Linked DNA regions of Danio rerio: region 2 is linked to region 1. A link is a contact called in public Hi-C data. All regions are on one chromosome and are shown on one strand. The core of a region is the stretch at or near the end of the contact, and the rest is flanking DNA. Distances in the headings are between cores, read along the strand shown. Region 1 overlaps cadps2 (Ca++-dependent secretion activator 2). Region 2 holds the start of aass (aminoadipate-semialdehyde synthase).

The links. A called contact is a pair of places that touch in the nucleus more often than the background predicts.
Region 2: a contact with region 1 is called in a Hi-C map of embryo, with 1.8 times the contacts expected there. The contact joins the promoter of aass here to the enhancer-like site in region 1. A contact is called at or near these places in 2 of 18 Hi-C or Micro-C datasets (embryo and an unstated tissue) and 1 of 4 datasets of contacts at active chromatin or transcription factors (embryo).

Annotation. Positions count from the first base shown.
Region 1 is chr25:30,529,264-30,533,374 of GRCz12tu, forward strand. The region is part of intron 12 of cadps2 (Ca++-dependent secretion activator 2); the gene reads left to right. Among named protein-coding and RNA genes, the nearest start is that of fezf1, 120 kb to the right of the region's middle. Within about 2 kb of position 1,553, at least 4 of the 62 cell types and tissues checked have an H3K27ac peak or open chromatin away from gene starts, as enhancers often do.
Region 2 is chr25:30,661,676-30,665,684 of GRCz12tu, forward strand. aass (aminoadipate-semialdehyde synthase) reads left to right here and starts at 1,377. Exons shown (of 23, transcript NM_001173985.1): 1 at 1,377-1,607. The coding sequence starts at 1,377.

The DNA of each region.
Region 1 (4,111 bases), core at 303-2,802:
TGTGTGCGTGCGATGAAATTGGAACAGTCATGAGGTATATGGGGGTAAATAGTCCAAAATCGACTACAATGTGGGTCGCAGCCAATGGTGCAGTTTCTAAATCTGTTTATATATATATATATATATATATATATATATATATATATATATATATATATATATATATATATATATATATATATATATATATATATATATATAAAAATAATATTTTAGTCACCAAACATATATAGAAATTAAAAGATAATGCGATTAAATTTAGGCAAAATATTGCAAAAAAACAAACAAAAAAAAAAACAACCTACAAAAAAGTTAAACTAAATTTTTCCTCCCTTTTTTTTTCTTTTTGGACTTTTATCATAAGTTATTTTGTATAACCTCCAGAATACACCACAAAATCCTAAGGAATTTATTTACTTAAAATTAAGTTTAGTTTAGTTCCATTTCATTTAATTTAGTTTCTCAAGCAAAACATATTCAAATAAACCCCAAAACCAAAATATTCATTTATGCTCTTTAAATTTTTGTTTTTGTTTTGTTTTGTGTTTTACTTTGCTTTTCATTGTTTTGCTTTGCTTTGCTTTGTTACAAATCATTTAAAAAAAAAACTCAAAATCCTAAAGAATTTATTTACTCTTAAACTTATTTAAAAAATATATATGCACAAATTTAAAATATGCATTGAAAAGTCAGATTTGTGAGAGGTGTACTTTTATACTGTATGCTGAGCATGACGTTGAAGTCATATTTATTTGCTCTCCTGAATTATTAACCCCTCATATGTTTTTTTACCCCAATTTTTCAACACATTTTTAAATAAGTTTTAATAACTAATTTCTAATGACTGATTTATTTTATCTTTGCCATGATGACGGTACATAATAATATACTAGAATCTTTTTCTAGATGTAGCATTCAGTTTAAAGTACAACTTAAGGCCTTAACTAGGTTAATTAGACAACTTAGGGTAATTAGGCAAATCATTGTATAACGATGGTTTGTTCTGTAGACAATTAAAAAAAGAATTGCTTAAGGGGCTAATTATATTGACCTTAAAATGTTTTTTTTGTTTGTTTTTTATTAAATCTCCTTTTACTCTAGCTGTAATAAAACAATTTCCCCCCAGAAGAAAAAAAAATATTATAGGAAATATTGAGAAAAAATTGTGAAATATTTGAAGAAAAAAAAATTACATGAGACCCAATAATTTGGAATTAAACATACGGCACACATAAAAAATAATAAAAATAATCATAATAATAAATATTATTTTATATTGAGCATTAAATGTAGCATCACAAAGCACTTTACAGACAAATTTATGAATAATGTTGAAAACTAGTTATAAATGCATCAAATATCATTTACTGTTAACACCACACTTGTTTTTTTTTTCTTCCTCTCGCTTTTCGTCCCAATTGTCACTTTGTACCTGCAGCGAGTGAGCACCTTCTGTTATCCATTCAGCTTCTGAATGACTCTGTCTGTGTTTGGCTCTTTGTGAAGGCTCCCCAGCCTTTGTTCAAACTTCTGTGTTCAGGCAAAAAAGAGAGCCACAAAAGCCACCTGAATGTGCTGCTTTTCCCATGCCTTCTGGGATGTGACATCTGTGGGGGAGTGGGCCTGTTTTCAGGGAAAGGAACAGAGGGGTGAACAGCATTTTTTAGTACACCACATGCAGGCTGAACTAATTGATCCTTGCTGTAAATTCTTTTGAATTGTATATTAATCAAACACACTTGATTTATAGAAATATTTGGATTTAATTGTTTTTAATTTTAGTTGTTTTTTTTCCCCACAAAATGTTTTTCATCAACTTCATTTATTCATTTTATATATATATATATATATATATATATATATATATATATATATATATATATATATATATATATATATATATATATATATATATATATATTGCACTTTGTTTAGTTTTTAATGTAACTAAAAAAGACTAATACAATCTGACCTCTTAGACACCTTAATCTGATCATATATACAGTTAAAAACAAAATTATTAGCAGTCCTGTTGAATTATAATTTTTATTTAACTGCTATTTAATGGAGAGATTGTTATGGATACTTCAGCATGAAGTGCAATGTAAAGGCTTAAATGGGTTAAATAGGATTACTAGGCAAGTTAGGTTTACTAGGGAAGTCATTGCATAGCAGTAGTTTGTTATATTGTTATATAAATATTCCATCCAAAAAAAAAAAAAAAGAGTTTATGTAGAAGAAAATATAATAGGAAATAATGTGAACAAAATTGTATTGCTCTGCTAAACATCAGTTTGGAAATATTTGAAAAAAAAAAAAAATCTTTTTAAATGGTTAGATTGAGGGGTCTAAAAGGTCAAATTGTACTTCCAGTCATTTATATAGAATATCCAGGGTATATTATATCAGATTGTGTTTGGAATTTTACTGTACCTGATCAGATTTATATATATATATATATATATATATATATATATATATATATATATATATTTTTTTTTTTTTTTTTTTTTTTTTTTTTTCTCGTCAGTGAATTAAATGTCAAAACATATTAAAATAAACGACAAAACCATAACAAATTTATTTACTCTGATTTGTTTTTCTTTTCTCTTATTTTCTTTTCTTTTTTCTTAAGCAAAACATAATAAAATAAATCACGAATCCCCAAGATATTTGTTTATGCTCTTTAAATGTTTGATTTGATTTGATTTGATTTGATTTGATTTTATTTGTTTTGATTTGATTTGTTTTGTTTTGCTTTTTGTTTTGTTTTGCCTTATTTTTTTTGTTTTTGCTTTCCTTTCTTTTCTTTTCTTTTTCTTTTCTTTTCTTTAGTTTTTATAGTATTTATGCTCTTTAAAATTTAGTTTTGTGTGTTTTTTTTTTTTTTTTTTTGTGAAATTTATTACTATACACCACAAGGAGGAATTTATTTTATATCTTTATTAAGGAATTTATTCGATCTCTTTAATTTTTTTTCTTTTGTTTTCTGAAGCAAAACTTATTAAAATAAACCACAAAACCCCAAGATATTTATTTACGCTCTTTAAAAAAAAATTGTTTTGTGTTGTTTTATTTTGTTCTTTTTGTGTTCTTTTGTTTTGAGCAAAAAATATTAAAACATACCTAAAAATCATCAAGAATTGTAAGTTTTGGATTAAGTGCAGTTCAGTGAAATGCAGTTATTGCCTGTCTGAACAAAGTCTTCAAGTCTCAGATTTTCAAGCTCTTTACGAAAAAAGCCCTCAACAATCAATACTTGTAGCCCTAAGGAAAATCAATATGTGGTGCTATTGTAAAGCACAACTTCTTTTTCTTTCTCTTTTTTTTTTTTATCAGCTGTCGCTTGATACAGGGATTAGGTTCAGTGAGCTGTTGGTGATTCAAAGACCAATATTTGGATTTTTTTTCTTAACTACTGGGAATGTTCACACTGAATTCACTAGTCTGCACGTGCATCTTTGGAAGTGATTCACAGAAATGTGTGGGGGGTTTTCTGCAATCTAAAAGTTTCAGGCTGTGATGATGTCCATAAATTAAGAGCAGTTATGACCAGTCATGCTTCAACCTTAATATAATTACTCACATCCTCTTCACTTTTCATCCCATAATGACATATTCTCCCTAAGACACACTCCTCCACATTCAGCCTTATTAACAAGCCATAATGACATATAGAGATAGGCCATAAAATGCTTCCTATTACTGTCATTTATTGGTGGAAATAAAACCATTGAAGACTTTACCACCTAGCAAGCTAATTTTTTTCAAGATCTTGGTCTCTCAGATATATTAAAATAATAATTGATTTATGTATTTGTTTATTTTTATGTAGGGTCTCTCTTTTAGTGCAAATAACAAAATAAAAAATCATGAGTTCTATTTAGTAAACTCTCAATGTATAATAAAATTTAAGCCAACAAACTAAACTGATTTGTAGTCCACAAGTAAGGTTTTGTCATCAATCTCTCCCTCTGTGTGTACAGTATGTGAGACTTTTTTTTTCTCGAACACGGAGAGCCAGACTGGGCCGCGTTCGTTAGAATGATGCTGCTGCCGTCTCAGTCGGTCGTTAGCGGTTAATTGAGCGGTAGGAGCCAAGACACGAGCA
Region 2 (4,009 bases), core at 127-2,626, 130 kb after region 1:
AAATAAAACAAATAAGGCTTTCTTCAAAAGAAAAAATATTATCAGACATGCTGTGAAAATGTCTTTGCTCTGTTAACATTATACATTATTTGGGAAGTATTTAAAAAAAGAAAAAAGGGGCTAATAATTCTGACTTCAACTACGTGTTTCTTCTTTGCAGTAGTTCTAACATGAATATGATGAAGCACATTTACTGACAGATTAGTGTGCAATCCATTAGTTTTTTTTTATTCTAAGAAATTTAAACCACATTTCAAGTTCATGTGGTCATATGACATGCTACATACGATTCATAAGATAAATGCTAGACTTAGTTTGAAATAAATGTTAAACCATCGCAGCACATACAGAAATAGTTCATTAGTTGTTGCTAGTTTTGTGAGCAGCAGTTGAATATCATGGTTATTAATGATCCATTTGATAAATGTAGTCCTCAGAAAAAAAAAATTTGACAGCTGGCAGTGACCAAAAGGAACATATTTGTATACTAAAAGAAGTTATAATATCAGTAGTTTTAAATAAGTGTAACACTTTACAAAAAGTCTGTATTAGTAATTAAAATATAATTGGTCTTTTTAGTGTTATTAGCTCAGTGCATTTATGTTAACAAGCATGTATTTAGATTTTAATAATGCATTAATGAATGTTAAACTTTGATTAATGAATGCTGTGCGTGTTTTATCATTATTAATTTGTCAATAAATACATTTATAACATTAATGAAACCTTATTGTAAAGTGTGACCAAAGTAGTATAGATATTTTCTAACTCAGGTGTGCCCAAACATGACGGGCCAAAAACCAAATTTGATTGAGAGCTGTGGGCTGAAACTCAGTATATCAAACTGCACTTTAAAAAAATGCAGAGTTCCATTCATTCAATTCATTCGGGTTGTCTCAACACAAATCAATTACCTTAACACATTGACGTGGATTAAACAGAAAACAATTAAGTTGTCCCAAAAGAATCTCTAAAGAATTGTGTTATTCCCACTTATTTTACATAAGTAGGTTGAAAAAGCAGCAAAATATATATAGATATATATTTTTGAGTGTTTAATACATAAAACTTTCCATAGCTAATTTCTTAATTTATTTCATATTATTAATAAATAAACAAATATACCCAATTATAATAAATAATGCAATATACCTTTTTACATTTTGTAATGAACTTATTACAATAAGAGTTATTTTAAACCAGTGGAGATCAATGCCAAAACGGTTTTCGAATGTATTTCTCTCCATTACAAACACAGACTGGGTTTCTTCGTCCACTTTTCTGCTTGGCTGTCCTTCACGTTCAATATTGCTTTAGTGGGATTTTCATAAGTGTGTATCGGTTGTAACCTGTGTGTTTTGGAAGCTAGTCCAGTCATGCTGCGTCTTGTGAGGAGCCAGGGCAGAGGGTTTAGGGGCTGCATGTGCTGTCAGCGGAGGTCTCAGCATAACCAGCAGAATCACAAAAGTGTGATCGCCATCCGGCGTGAGGATGTCAACGTGTGGGAGAGACGTGCGCCCCTCGCCCCACGACACGTCAGGGAGATCACAGCGGCTGGACACAAGGTGCTCGTGCAGCCCTCCAACAGAAGAGCCATCCATGACAGAGTGAGTCGTTGAATAACTGTATGCACTATGTTGTTTGCCTTCCTTTGATGGAGAATTTGTGTGTTGCATTGTTATTTAATAGTGGTTACATTTTATTTATGTTATAGAGTGGAAGAATCTGTTTATCAGCATTAATAGTTTGATACGGTTTTTATGGTTTAATGTTAATAGTTTAATAATATTTTTACAGTACTGTGACTGTGTAGACCTTTTTCTTCATTGCTGCATGAAGGGTGCTACAGTGACCAGCGCCTTCCGGTAGGATGCTTAGAACTTCCGTTTAGAAAGTAAAGTCTAGATCCGATATCCAGCGCCGGAAGTGTGATATGCACATCAATATAGCAGCATTTTTTTTTTTTTTTTTGACGCTGTATAACAATAATTAATATTTTTACAGTACTGTGACAGTTTAGGGTTGGAGTGGGGGTAGGCATTAAAAATGACAATTTATTGGTTAATTTAATAGATTACATAATACTCTGTAGGGCTGTGCAATATGGGCAAAATAAACCCTTCATGATTTTCTTGAGCAATATTCAAGAAATAAACAATTTTAATCATGATTTTGTTACAGACAGACTGAATATGTGTATAATCAAATCACCTTTATTGTCACATCATCAGCAGCATGTGTGCTATGATGAGTGATAAGCTTAGGTGTTGGCTCCAGACAGTGCAAAATACAGAACAGAATACAGATGCAAATACAACGACAGTGCAAAATACAGACAGTGCAAATACAATGACTGTGTTAAATACAGACAGTGCAAAATACAACAGCATACTCCTCAAAAAAACAGGACAATTGAAGATTGACAGCGATATGTACAATGAATAGGAGTCTACATAGTTGTAGGCAGTAATGTTTTAAGGATGGATTGGTTAAAGTGCAGTGCATGCTACATATTGATGGTGTGCAGTGAGGGGTATGGAATAGTCTGTGTGAGGTGTGTTGAGTGTTCATCAGCCTGATAGTCTTAGGGAGGAAGCTTTCCTTCAGTCGGCTGGCACGTGACCGGATGCTGCGAAACCATCTGCCTGAGGGTAGCAGAGAGAAAAGTCTATGGCTTGGGTTGCTGGAGTCGCTGATAATTCTCTTGACTTTCCTCATGCACCGCCTGGTGTAGATGTCCAGCAGTTCACACAATCCTAGGTAGGCCTTTGCGATTGCTGCTGGTGCTATTTCCTTACCAGGTTGTGATACAGCCAGACATGATGCTCTCTACAGTGCAGGTGTAGAACGAGCGGAGGATGTGGGGACTCATGGGGGTTTACAGTGTGAAACTGAAACATAGTTCAAAAGAAAAGCAATTAAATCTTTATCAAGCACGTCTCTTAAGCCGACATAAAATAAAAATCACCTCAGGGTTCAACGCTAAGGATTTTTTCTACCTGCCCGATAGGACCAGTTGTTCAGATTTTTACTTTCCCTGCCAATATTTTCACTGGCCCTACCAAAAAAAAGTTTGAAGCTATTTATTAGCCACAAATATAAAAATGTGTCAAAATGTTTGTAAATCTAGAATTTCAATATTTAAAAAAAAAAAAAGTTAATAAATGTATAATGAACAAAATTCAAAGTGTTTTGCAAACAGAAGTAGCAAAATGTGCAGGTATTTTATCGCAAAACATAAGATAGCTGACCTGCCAAACTGATGGCAAACTGTACAAAACACTTCATTTTTTTAGTCGTGGAGTACCCTTGTAAATGTCTGCTTCCAAGACGTTAGAAACAAATGTTTTCCTTTAGCATCATCACTTGATGTTTCCGCCATGTTGCTGTCTCTTCGCTGTACTGGTTGTTACAGAAAAATAACATGCTTACAACATCCAATCAGATTAGAGAAACAGAGAAGTTAGCATTTTAAGTCTTAAAAACACACACTGTTTCTCGATTCTGACTGTATTTGCATACGATTGACAAATATTTACAGACAAATTAAACTTTAGTGACAGGGCATCAGTGGCTTGATCAGGCCAGTAACGATTCTGTCTACTGTCCCGAGCTTCTCTCACGCTGGCCCCGGGCCATCGGCCAGTCCTTATTGTTGAGCCCTGCACCTAGTAAAGCTGTAACAAATTGACTCTATATCAGACCTATGACAAAACAAGTGTGTGTGTGCATGCGTGTGTGCGTGCGTGTTAGCGTACAAGTTGTCAAACTCAAGTAAGGCTCCAATGTTCTGCTTGACCAAATATCTATATATATATATATATATATATATATATATATATATATATATATATATATGTTCACAGATTTGTTTTGTCAATGCATAGATTATAGACCTCTTTGTGACGCTGCCGTGAAATAGGCCGTTCACATATTGATTCTTTTTCATGCTCATGCTTTCCACGTGCTTTTAGATGCAATATCTGGCTGACATACAATTTGAAAACTT